Linked DNA regions of Mus musculus: all the other regions are linked to region 2. A link is a contact called in public Hi-C, HiChIP or PLAC-seq and Micro-C data. All regions are on one chromosome and are shown on one strand. Each heading gives the region's core, a stretch centred on a gene start, on an enhancer-like site or on the middle of the called end of the contact. The rest is flanking DNA. Distances are from core to core; before and after follow the strand shown. Region 1 overlaps Zfr (zinc finger RNA binding protein). Region 2 holds the start of Sub1 (SUB1 homolog, transcriptional regulator). Region 3 overlaps Zfr (zinc finger RNA binding protein). Region 4 overlaps Mtmr12 (myotubularin related protein 12).

Evidence for each region. A called contact is a pair of places that touch in the nucleus more often than the background predicts. HiChIP or PLAC-seq counts read pairs in DNA pulled down with a chosen protein or histone mark.
Region 1: a Micro-C map of the G1E-ER4 cell line shows a contact between it and region 2, with 2.0 times the contacts expected there. The contact joins the enhancer-like site here to the promoter of Sub1 in region 2. A contact is called at or near these places in 10 of 39 promoter capture datasets (3T3-L1-derived adipocytes, the C10 cell line, the HPC-7 cell line and 6 more), 8 of 484 Hi-C or Micro-C datasets (the AML12 cell line, the G1E-ER4 cell line, embryonic fibroblasts and 4 more), 7 of 115 datasets of contacts at active chromatin or transcription factors (embryonic basal ganglia, embryonic stem cells, epiblast stem cells and 3 more) and 4 of 9 other capture datasets (adipose tissue, embryonic stem cells, liver and 1 more).
Region 3: a Hi-C map of embryonic fibroblasts shows a contact between it and region 2, with 7 times the contacts expected there. The contact joins the enhancer-like site here to the promoter of Sub1 in region 2. A contact is called at or near these places in 12 of 39 promoter capture datasets (the 3T3-L1 cell line, 3T3-L1-derived adipocytes, the C10 cell line and 8 more), 21 of 484 Hi-C or Micro-C datasets (adipose-derived mesenchymal stem cells, cerebellar granule neurons, cerebral cortex and 15 more), 16 of 115 datasets of contacts at active chromatin or transcription factors (the NIH/3T3 cell line, SST interneurons, a beta-TC-6 cell line and 11 more) and 4 of 9 other capture datasets (adipose tissue, liver, macrophages and 1 more).
Region 4: a contact with region 2 is called in a FOXA1 HiChIP or PLAC-seq map of pancreatic cancer cells. The contact joins the enhancer-like site here to the promoter of Sub1 in region 2. A contact is called at or near these places in 5 of 39 promoter capture datasets (the 3T3-L1 cell line, the C10 cell line, embryonic stem cells and 2 more), 2 of 484 Hi-C or Micro-C datasets (cerebral cortex and regulatory T cells), 4 of 115 datasets of contacts at active chromatin or transcription factors (double positive thymocytes, effector CD8 T cells, pancreatic cancer cells and 1 more) and 3 of 9 other capture datasets (adipose tissue, liver and pancreatic islet).

Annotation. Positions count from the first base shown.
Region 1 is chr15:12,180,012-12,182,862 of GRCm38.p6, reverse strand. It overlaps Zfr (zinc finger RNA binding protein), which reads right to left. Exons shown (of 20, transcript NM_011767.2): 18 at 2,130-2,241; 19 at 1,923-2,020. It also overlaps the pseudogene Gm2573. Among named protein-coding and RNA genes, the nearest start is that of Mir1898, 9.9 kb to the right of the region's middle. Within about 2 kb of position 1,517, at least 22 of the 459 cell types and tissues checked have an H3K27ac peak or open chromatin away from gene starts, as enhancers often do. A contact at or near this core is called in the G1E-ER4 cell line, where this site is marked.
Region 2 is chr15:11,994,628-11,997,384 of GRCm38.p6, reverse strand. It overlaps Sub1 (SUB1 homolog, transcriptional regulator), which reads left to right and starts at 1,378. Exons shown (of 5, transcript NM_011294.3): 1 at 1,378-1,434.
Region 3 is chr15:12,135,139-12,138,135 of GRCm38.p6, reverse strand. Zfr (zinc finger RNA binding protein) reads right to left here. Exons shown (of 20, transcript NM_011767.2): 3 at 1,458-1,740; 4 at 87-231. Among named protein-coding and RNA genes, the nearest start is that of Zfr, 19 kb to the right of the region's middle. Within about 2 kb of position 1,490, at least 24 of the 459 cell types and tissues checked have an H3K27ac peak or open chromatin away from gene starts, as enhancers often do. A contact at or near this core is called in cerebellar granule neurons, embryonic fibroblasts and myocytes, where this site is marked.
Region 4 is chr15:12,229,247-12,232,340 of GRCm38.p6, reverse strand. It overlaps Mtmr12 (myotubularin related protein 12), which reads right to left. Exons shown (of 16, transcript NM_172958.4): 2 at 2,007-2,067. Among named protein-coding and RNA genes, the nearest start is that of Mtmr12, 26 kb to the right of the region's middle. Within about 2 kb of position 1,545, at least 117 of the 459 cell types and tissues checked have an H3K27ac peak or open chromatin away from gene starts, as enhancers often do. A contact at or near this core is called in adipose tissue, double positive thymocytes, effector CD8 T cells and 4 more, where this site is marked.

The sequences.
Region 1 (2,851 bases), core at 268-2,767, 190 kb before region 2:
GAGATTTCCTAACCTAATGATAAATGGTAGCTTCCACTACAGAGTTGTAGCTTCCTGTACTACTGTGTTCAGACTTTACTCAGTTATAATCCCTGTAACACCTTTCCCTAATTTTGCAGGCAGTGTCAGGGTATACCATCCAGGGTCTTTAATTATCTAGACAAGATTGTCACTGAGCCACATGCTATCTTGGTTTGGATGCATTTCTAATGTGGTTCATTAGAGAATTCTGCCATATAAGTGGATATTAATTAGTAGCAATATAATTAGAGGATTCACACAAATTATTCCTGAAATTTTAGAATGTTACAAAAAGATATCTGTGTGTGTATGTATGAGTGCCTGCCTGGCGCCAAAGGAAGCCAAAAGAGAATGTTGGATCCCCTAGAAATGGTTATGAATAGATGTGGGTTGCCATGCAGATGCTCAGAAGCAAACCTGGGTCCTCTGCAGGGATAGCAAATGCTCTTAAACATCAAGCCGTCTCTCTAGCCTTAATCTTAGAATTGACACTATCAATACTTAATGTTTATTTCTGCAGTGCTGGGACAAACCTGGGGAAGTGGGTACTTTGTGTATGTTAGGCAAGACATTACCACTGAGCTACATGTATCTGTACTCCCGTAAGGATCTTGGGGGTAGAGTGACTAGGGAAGAAGAGATTAGCTTTGTAAGTGTTTCCTTGATTAGGTAATTAATGAGGTGTTTAATGTTTTTTTCATGGTGTATAAAGACAAACACAAAATTATACAACAATCAGATTCATCCACATAAGTAAATATTTAAAATCTTATCAGTGAATTCTAGTTTAAGGTAAATCTTTTCTGTTTGATTTTAGAGACAGGATTTCATTGTTTAGCCCCGGTATGCCCTAAACCTACTTGCCTGGATCTCCTGAGCATTGGGATTAAGTGAGTGTGTTCCACCATCTCTGGCAAGGTGTATCTTTTTTGTTTTGTTTTTTTTCCAGATAGGGTTTTTCAGTGTAGCCTTGGCTATCCTGGAACTCAGAAGTCTGCCTGCCTATGCTTCCTGAGGCCTGTGCCACCACCACCCGGCAGTAAATCTTTTTCAGAGCGGAAAGTTTTATATCAACTGGTTTCAATAAGAAAACAAGTGACTACGTAGAAACATGAACAGTGTTTCTCATAACAGTGGCTGGGTTGGAGGCGGGGAGGGGGGGGAGAAGGTAAAAGGGAAGTCTGCAGGTTTATCTCTTTGTCAAAGCAGAAGCAGGGCCCCAAAGAAAGGGCCAACTTCCTTCCATTCAGCTGGGAGCCCAGAGACCACACTCAGGAAAGTTTAGGACAGCAGCTGAGGGAGGGCGGAGGCAGCCAAAGGTTAGGCCAGAGAGAAGGTGGGCCTGAGTCCAGGATCCAACCCTCCTAGGTGGCATCACCAGGGAGGCGTCATGGGCTGAGGATTCTGCAGATAGGACATCACCACAGCCGAGATAGAGAGCATGAAGCTACTCATCATCTGCTTAGTGTCCTCCGAGCTCCGCGAGTTGGCAAAGCTGATAAAGGAGCAGTAGATAGCAACCCAAGCACACCACTTCAGCTTAAGCATGAGGCCACACATGCTGAAGATCATGCCAAGAAGATTCATGTAGTCCGGAGTCGGGTCGTCTAAAGCTGGGTTGCACTCACTCGGGGGAGGCTTATACCTCAGCACTTTGGTGGGCCTTCGTGGGTCGGACATATTGTTAGTGGACATAGCAAACTGAAGACCACGCCGTCCTTCTTTCACGGCTAGAAGAGCAACTTCCGGTGTGGGAATCAGTAAATCTTTTTAATAACCTCTTTAAAGGCTTACTTCCCAAATAAGTATCACAATGACTAGTACGGTTATTATTACACATAAAGAAACAATTATAAAACTCCCAGGCCTTAGAGACAGTAATCCAACAAGAATTCAATTACCTGTGCACTGGATGTAATGTCTTCACGCTGTTGGTCAGTCATTGTTGCCAAAGTGTCAAAGGGATCCTTTTCACAAGGGTCCAGAAGTCCAGGGCTGCCTATAGTCATTGTAAAGAGAAAAAGTGTTAGTAGCATTATCAACTTTGGAAAGTAGGTCTATTATTCAATAAAGAAATAAACTTAATTTTATTTAAGAAAAACACTTACCTTTGAGAATAATCCCTGAAGAAATGCACTCAAATACTCTTCTCAGGGCATCTCCAGGGCTTTGAGGACTAGAAGCACTGCTAATTGCCTTCTCCACCAGTAACTCCATAGCCTAAAATTAAAATATGTCCAACAGCTAAAAGACCATTTCCAACACCATCAGAATAATAAGGTTTTAAAGATTATGAAGCTCTGATAAATTAAGGTATCGAGCCAGTCAGTGAGGTGGCTCAGTTGGTAAAGAGCTCTAGCTGAGGAGCTGGATGGGGCCTCCACAGCAGACAACACCATGTGGAACCTTCGAGGCAGAAAGAACTGACTTCTCTAAGTTGGTCCAATTCTTCCCCCCAACCCCCACTCTTACACACACACACACACACACACACACACACACACACACACACACACACACACACACACACGTTAAACAGTAGTTTTTACAATATTCAAATTAAATAAAAGCATCGGTTTTCATGTCTCTCATATCATCTCTTTGGAGGATGAAGTAGAATTATTTAAGCACATGAGTTGATTGAGAGTCCACTCTGGGCAAAATAGTAGTACCACCTCAATAAAACAAAACAAACAAAACAAAACAAAACAAAACACCAACCAAACAAAAAAACTTGCTGGCCTATGGGATAGCAGAGATAGGAGGATTTGTAGAGTTTGAGGTCAGTTTAGTCTATACAGTGAGCTCCAGGACAAACAGAAATACAGAG
Region 2 (2,757 bases), core at 129-2,628:
GATCACTAATTGAGAAAATGCCTTACAGTTGGATCTCATGGAGGCATTTCCTCAACTGAAGCTCCTTTCTCTGTGATAACTCCAGCTGTGTCAAGTTGACACAAAACTAGCCAGTACACCCTTGTTTAGAGCTTCATACACAAAGACTCCTCTCTCACTTTATTTTGATGACGGTGTTGCTCTAGTTGGACTCCCGCATTCAGTAGGGATGCGCTGGGGCACTTCCCTACTACCCTTAGTAGGTAGTAGTTCCATTCAATACAAGGTTTGAATCACTTATTAATTTTTGCAGCTGTTAAATGTGAAGACAACGATCATTTCAACTCTTGAACCTGTTAGGATGATCACTATCTGTCAAATGCTGTATGTAAACCTTTGTGATGAACAGAACTCTGTTTGTTGTTGGCTACAGGAGGAAACCATCCAGTACACATTCTAAGCCACCTGCTTGTGGTTATTTGTGATGGTGGAGTGGATTTCCTCCGCGAGACTTTGGATCCGTGTTTAGACAAAGGTATGGCGATTCAGTATGCCTCCCGGTTTCTGTCTCCAGTACTTAGCTCCTGTATTCTAGGCTGGTAGTGAGGCGGAACACCAAGTCCATGGTAACCTGCAGAGGAGGATGCTGCGGAAAGGGAACACAAAAGGGGCCAGGGAAAAATGTAGCCCCCAAAGGACACATCCTTACTTTTCACCACCTCGTAATAATGCTGTCATATTATGACTATCAGAGCATTAATTCACTGATTAAGGCACAGCTCTCAGGATCCAGGCTCTTCTGAAAAGGTCATCAGTTGAAAACCAGATCCCCAATGAATGAGCCCACAGGGAGATTTTATATTCAAACCACAATTACTTTGGAGCCCCAGAACTCCATTTTAAGAATAAAGGTTTCGTGGCTAAGGACATTTGTAAGATTTCTTTGACTTTCTGAATTAAATAGTGCGCCTCGCAGGCTTGCTTCCTTTGGATTTTAGCAGCATGAGTCAGATCTTAAAGGTAGAAACGGAAAATCATCTGTAGGCAAGTGGGTCAGCACATTGTTTTTTCTCAGAGTAGCTCCCATCATTTCAGTACAGCATTTATAGAGCGGTACCATATACAAGCTATTTGCAAGCGCAAAGCTCCGTGGATCTTGTCATTTATGTTTCATTGACATCTCATTCTCCTTCAGATCAGGCCCAAGCTGCGTGGCATCTCACTGTGGTGCCATCTCCCTCTTTCAGGAGCATTTACTTCAGTATCTGTGGCGGCCCCTTTAAGGCCCTGGAAAGGGCCGGCTGGCGGTTGGGCGGCGAGGCCACGCCCCCTTCACGTGGCCTTCGTGCCATTGGGCGGAGCCAGGGCCTCTAAGCTGCCGTCATTTCCGGCTCTCTGTCAGTCCGGAGTAGGCGAGCGAGCGAGGCAGAGGTTTTTGGTCGGCCGGAGCGGAGCGTGAGTGCGTGGGACCCCGGGCCCATTCCTCGGGGCTGCGGCCAGGCCGACCCCAGGCTACCGCGGCCCCCTTCGCTCTCCTTGCCGGTGGGGAGAAAAACGGCAGCTCGGGGGAAGGGCCTCCGCTCTTGCCCGCGTCCCCGCGGGGCCTCGTGTGGCGGCCGCTCTGGGGAGCCGAGCCGAGGCGGTGGGCGCGGGCAGGCAGGCGAACGGCGGGTGATGGCCGCGCGCCCCTCGGACTGGGTGATGGGGCTCCGGGCGGAGGCGCTAGCGGTCTGCCCTGAGGCTGCGCTCGCCCACCCCTGTCCGGACCACCGTGCTCGGGAAGCCATCCCTTCCCCACCCTCGGGGGACGCTGGCCCCGCGGGGTCGAGGGGCGGGGGGCGCGCTCGGCAAACATGGCTGGGCTCCGGGGCGAGGAGAAAATGGCGCTGGCGCAAGGCCCTCCTCTTGTGCACGCTCTCGACGCCCCACGCCCCCTTCCTGAGGCCGGCAGTAGCCCCAGCCCTCGCCTCGGGGCTTTCGGGAGCTTCCTGGCCGCGACCCCCACGGTGCCACGCGCCGGCTCGCCCTCGAGAGCCTCGCACTCTGGGATGTTTTCAGTATTCCCCAGCCCCGGGCACCGACTGGTCGGTCTATAAACTACGGTCACCCCTTTTAGTTACCTTTTGCTCGAATTACGAAGCCCCCCGCCCCCCGGCCTCCAAGAAACCACCCCAGTAAAGCCTCATTAAAGTTAAAAGTCCAAGTGTAGGGAACGGGGCTGGCTTTAGTTCCCAGTAACAAACATTGTTTTCTTATTGGGTAGATTTAGGTTAGATAATGACGTGGTTCTTTGAAGTAATTTTAGTTCCCCAGACAGCTTTTCGTAATGGGAGATAGATATGGCTGGCTGTTTGCAAGCGAAAGATTTGTTTATGTGCAATTCCCTCTCAAAAAACAGGCTTTGTGTAGTTGTGTGACCGAGCTAGCTTGGGAAACTTGATTTTGGAGGTCGGGTTGTGAAATGGAGCAGTAAGAGGAAAAGCGAAGGGACTGGTTAGGAGCCTTCTCCCTCCTGAGTTTAGGTATTACCTCTAACGGACTGGCCAGTTGTGTAGAGTCGTGGGCAGGATTTGGGTAGCTCACTTTTGCCTTGACCTCCTATTTTGCACATTGAATGCCAGTTTGGTCTTTAGAGAGCTGGGTTATAATTTTTTTGATGTAGGAGGTAGGAATTGATGTATCTTTCTTGAGCATTTACAGAATCTTGTGTTTTTTAGGACCTTTAAGCCATGTAGAAGTTAGTAAGTTTATTTAGATGGAGAGAGCAGAAGATAGTTT
Region 3 (2,997 bases), core at 241-2,740, 140 kb before region 2:
CAGACCTTGCAGTTTGTCTTCATTAGATTACCACAAATCATATACTCCAATAACTTATAATAGAACTGTATGTTCATAAAGCCCACCTGTCTGATAGTAGGTTTCAGCAACAGAAGGCTGAGGCTGGGCAGCAGCAGCTACAGCAGCAGCAGTTGCTGTTGGCTGTTGGTAGTACTGCTTACTATCATAAGCTACAGCAGGGGCTGTGGATCTTACATACGAATATGAGTCCTAAAGAGAAGAAATGAAACAAAAACAAAAAGGCTTGACTTAAGTGGCAGGAAAAAAAATCCTTACTGTCTAAAAATATAACAAAGGAAAATAAAACATAGTTAGTTATATAAGCCTAAACATAATAGTTTCAATACAACTAATCAATTATTAATTAATTAATTTTTAAGAAAAGATTTATTTATTTATTACATGCAAGTACACTATAGCTGTCTTCAGATACACCAGAAGAGGGCATTGGATCTCATTATGGGTGGTTGTGAGCCACCATGTGGTTGCTGGGATTTGAACTCAGGACCTTTGGAAGAGTAGTCAGTGTTCTTAACCGCTGAGCCATCTCTCCAGCCCCCAATTATTAATTTATAATAAACAGTATTAATAATATAAACTAAATAATACAATCAAGTTTTAATACAAATATAACTAAAAACTTTTACAAATCAAAAGCACTTCAAGCAGTTATGTTTGACTTTAATCAGAACTTCAAAACATTCCAATTACTGAATTGAACAACCTATATTACTCAAAATTGCACTGTTGTCTTTAAAAATGAATCCTATAGCATTGGAGAAAGAATTTCCATGGGATCATGCGATATAGCATAAAAGTATCAGCAAGAGGACCAGAAAATTCGATGTTTCAAAAAGAAAACATAGCCGGGCGTGGTGACGCACGCCTTTAATCCCAGCACTTGGGAAGTAGAGGCAGGTGGATTTCTGAGTTCGAGGCCCGCCTGGTCTACAGTGAGTTCCAGGACAGCCAGGGCTACACAGAGAAACCCTGTCTCGAAAAAACCAAAAAAAAAACAAAACAAAAACAAAAAACAAAAAACCCAAAAAGAAACAAAAGAAAACATACTATATATTTAATTTTTCTTACATCCAGGAGCTTCAAACTACTCTGTCTCTGATGGACAAGTAGTGCCCACTTGTATAAACAAAGAACATAGTCCCTGTATAGTTTCTTTTTTCCAAAAACAGGGTAAAATGAAAGTATTTTATCTATGATTTGTGTAAAACTTTTTAAAAAACTAAACAAACACATATAAATGTGTATAGTAGGGTAAAACTAGCAAAGGAGAACTTATATAAAATTCACTGCAAAGAAATTTTCTCCATCACTGCAAGTACATTTACAAGTACTGGCTTTGGCCTTCTATCATACCGAACCCATTAGATGCATGTGTTAAGGCTACTGAACTCAGCGGTTTTGGTTTTGGTTTTTACCTGGTAGTTCTGTGTAGTAGCTGGGGGTGGTGGTGGTGGTGCTTCTTGTTGCCTCTGGGTGTAACCATAGTCGGTTGCTGTGTGTGCAGTGGGGTAGCCTCCATATGCAGCAGCTGTTGCAGCAGCTGCAACAGCAACTGGAGCAGGCCTGGCAACTGCAACTGTGGCGGCTGCTGGTGCGTAAGCAGCAGTAACTGTGTGAGCAGCTACTGGAGCCTGATGGACAGTGTAGCTAGCAACTGTAGTTGGATGGGAATAGGCTACACCCGAAGCTGGCTGCTGGCTATAGTGTGAAGTAGAAGAATAAATACAATAATTTAATTTTAAAATCAAGCAGTCACCTTAAAATTATTTATCAATTCAAAAAACACAGAAATATGATTTAATTTTTAAGAATCAAAGAATCATCTTAAAATGATCAATTAAAAACCATATTTTTCAAGTAATATAATTACTGACTACAGAAGGCAAAGTATGTGAACTCAATACTTCCGAGTCAATACTGTTATTTGTTATTGTTTTTTACATTTTCATTCCTTAATCACAATGTATATTCAAATATATTATATTTCAGATTATGAATCACACTGCAAAGCAAGAGTATCAAAGATGAGGCACTAGGAAGTAAAAAACTTGAACCAAATTAGGAGTTTAAAAAAGCATTTTTACATATAAAGTTCATTATTTTATTCTATACATTAAAAAAACTCAACAAAAAGACCTTATACAACTTATAGTGAAATATATGATAAATCTTCATGTTTACACATAGCATTTCACTACACAAGTTCTTTTAAAATTTAATATAGGATTAAAGGGCTCTAAGGCAGATGCTGTGCAGTCATCCCATTTAAGCCTCAAAAGGTAAAAGCATTTTCCAAAAACAGTGATCAAATGAATTTTCATCTAGAATTTTTTGGAATGTTACTTGTTACATAAAACATAAGTCATACAGATGTTATCACAAGCTAGCATACTTTAGTTTTCACTAAAGGTTCTGAGCAACATACTCATCACTTCACTTGCTAAGGCTGTACTACCAAGGCACACATGCCTTCTCAGAAGCAGGGACGCTCAGTAGCTGAAATGTCTTGGCTGACAACAAGGTATAGAATGAGCCAACAGTTAAGAATAGCTGGGGGTGTGAACTGCTGACACAGCACCAATAAATGACAAGAATGACCCATGGGTTATAAAAAAGCACACCGTAGCCTAGACTGAGGTGCACGGCAGCAGAGGAAGCACAAGTATTTGAGCCACCATATTTAACCTGAACTACTAAGATGTGATCAAAGGGAATATGAATCTTACAGATAAGGATTTTATTTCTTATCAAAATGGAAGAGTCTAGAAAAGGTGATAGCTGCCTTCTAAAAGAAGACACTTACTCCATGCTGCTCCAGAGAACAGAACTAGAACCAACAGATGGAAGTTAAAGGGTGCCAGATTTCAGTCCAATATGAAAAAGAAAACAAAAAACAAACAAAAAACTTAGAGTCCAAAGAAAATCAAATTTTAATTGGATGAAGCTCTCATATTT
Region 4 (3,094 bases), core at 296-2,795, 230 kb before region 2:
CAATGACACTCTGAGTGAAGCAAAGGCCGCAGGTTGGCCAGCTCTGCTGGGATTCCAGCTGTGCCATTCCTCTGTGTACGCTCCCGGGGAGCTTTCTTGGACGGCTGGGGATGCTGAAGCCTGAGCGCCCATGTCTCAGGTATTGAGGATGAGAGGGAAAAGGCAGCCATGGGGTGAGGTGGGGTGGGGAGTGACTCTCCTCGTTCAGTGTTTCCTCTCAATGGGCCACCTTCCATTGAGACCCTCCCGTGCTCCACCTGTAGGCACCCACCCACAGGAGAAACTACAGCTCCTGAAGACAGACTCTACAGCCAAAACACACTAGGGCTGAGAGCAGCCTCTGCTCCATGGAAGCAGAGAAATTCTGCTGGTGTTTGCGTAAGGATAGGAAAGGACATGCAGAAGTGGAGAGAAAACTTTACAACAAAAACAAAGGAATTTTCTTGTCACCCAGCAGACAACCATCATTCCCACGGGATCTCCCTCTGGCTTTCTTCACTTTTGAATTCACTTGTTGGCTAAAAATTCATTTAATCTAGCTTTCAAAAAGAAGATGAAGACTAAGCTTTCAGCCTCTCAGACTCTTTCCTCTTTGCATTCAAGCAGGCGGTATCTGCAGCTCAAGCACTGTGGAAACCCCTGAAGATGGCGCTGTTATTCGGTCAGCCTCCAGAGAGACCAGTGTTTGAAGAAAACAATCAAGTTGGGGCCGGTTTGGGGCTTAAGACAGTCCCAGGAAAAGTACCTTAGTTATGGTCAAGGTGAAAGGTAAGTGGATAAGGCTTCTTGTGCCTCATCTTACAGTCACACACTGGAGCTGGGGAACCAGTGTGCAGCGGCTACCACAGCACATCTGCTGAGACCTTCTGCAACACGGCATGCAGCACTTGCTGTCTGACCACCTTGTCCAGACCAGACACCGACACGCAGCTGGGGTCTGAAAGGCTTTTTAGGCTAAGGGACTGGGAAGTTACCTGTCTTATAAGAGGCTGCTATAAGGTGGAAAAATATACTTAACATCAAGTCAAAAATAGAGGTTAATTTCAGAATCTATAATTCCAAGGAGGGGGAAAAACCTTAGGAGAGATGAATAAAAGTTGAGACCATCATTAAAGAAAAAGGCCTTTGAAATTTTAAACCATGATTTAAATGTCTAAAAGAAAAGTCAGGCATCCTTGTTACAGAAAAATACACATTACAAGAAAAACAAGGACAGCATGCACACCTGTGAACCCAGTATTCTGGAGGCAGAGGCAGGAGGGCCACAAATCCCAAGCCAGCCTGCGAAATTCCAAACCTAGTTTCAAAATAAACAAAACACTTAGAAAAAGAAATGATTTTGGACTGGGAAAAAAATGGGACAAAGTATACCAGAGGCAAGACTTTCCACATAAGAGGGAGCTACACCATCCAGAAGTCTCTGTTCTTGAACTCAGAAGCAATTAAAATTTCATATGAGCGTTAGCCACTCTCCTCTGTCTCAAAAACAGTCAACCAATCCAGGCTCCTTCATAATGAATGACTCAGAGCAAAGCCCCGGTGCCTCAACATCTCGGGTGCCCGTGCTGAACTCCACCAGCAGACACACAGGTGCGCTTCCCCGCCCCTGCCCCGTGCTGGGAGCCCCAGCCAGCTGTGATCTCTGAGAGCAGCAAGAGAGCATGCAGGCCATGGGATCCTCCCAGGGCATGGGACGTTCTGCATTGGAGACCAGGAAAAAAACGCATGATGCCAAAAAGGCCCCACTGCATTGTGAAAGGAGTGAGAATTTCCCATTATTACCATCAGGTTGGAGGAAAGGGAAACAAGGAAAATTCTTTCCAAATGCTGTAACCCCAGAGCCAGGTGTGTAGCTACTGAAGACCTTGACATCTTGGTTACGATACATCATTACTGTTATGTGCAAGAGGATGAAAACAAAGGCGTTTATATATAGCAACACTAGGGATGATGTCATCTATCTCTGGCCTCAAGCTATATGTGAGACTTGATAACATGGCCGTTACCTGGCAACAAGTGAAGAGTGACTTCCTTCTCTGTTACTTCCTTTTCATCTGTGTGAATTTCCTAAAAATAAATAAGTAAACAAATAAATACCAGAGCAAAAGATTTTCTTTCTTTAAGGGCTCAAAATAACAATGAAGGCATGCTTTCAGAATACACATCAAACTATGACATACACTCTGGAACTTTTAGTTAACAAGCTATTGATTTTACAGTTCTTTATCGAGTGTGTATACACACAAGCACAAGCACAGTGGGAGTGTGTAGGTCAGAGGACAACGGCTGGAGGCTGGATTTCTCTTCCCACCATATAAGTTCCAATGATCAAACAGGTCTTTAGGCTTGGTAGCAAATACATTTATCCAGTAACTAGCCTTTAACGAGGTACTTTTAAAATACATGTTCAGGGCGCTGGAGCTGTGGTTTAACATGCATAAAGCCCTAGATTTAATCCCCACATCAAAAACCAAACCAAACAAACAAGCAAAAAGAGAATGTGGAGAGACGACTCCTTTGGTAAAGTGCTTACAGCACAGGCATGAGGACGCGGCGGCCCTTCTGCAGCACACACGCACCTGCAATCCCAGTGCTGAGGAGAGATGGGAGGATCCCTGAGGCTTACTGGCTAGCCAGTCTACCCAGACATGTAAGCCTGGGCTCAGTAAGGCGGTCTCAAAAAAATAACATGAAAGACAACTAAAGAAGACACCCAGTGGGGCTGGAGAGATGGCTCAGCGGTTAAGAGCACTGACTGCTCTTCCAAAGGTCCTGAGTTCAATTCCCAGCAACCACATGGTAGCTCACAGCCATCTGTAACGAGAACTGACGCCCTCTTCTGGTGTGTCTGAAGACAGCTACAGTGTACTTACTTACATATAATAAATAAATCTTTTTTTTATTTTTTGGTTTTTTGAGACATGGTTTCTCTGTGTATCCCTTGCTGTCCTGGAACTCACTCTGTAGACCAGGCTGCCCTCAAACTCAGAAATTCACCTGCCTCTGCCTCCCGAGTGCTGGGATTAAAGGTGTGCACCACCACTCCTGGCTATAATAAATAAATCTTAGAGAGAGAGAGAGAGAGAGAGAGAGA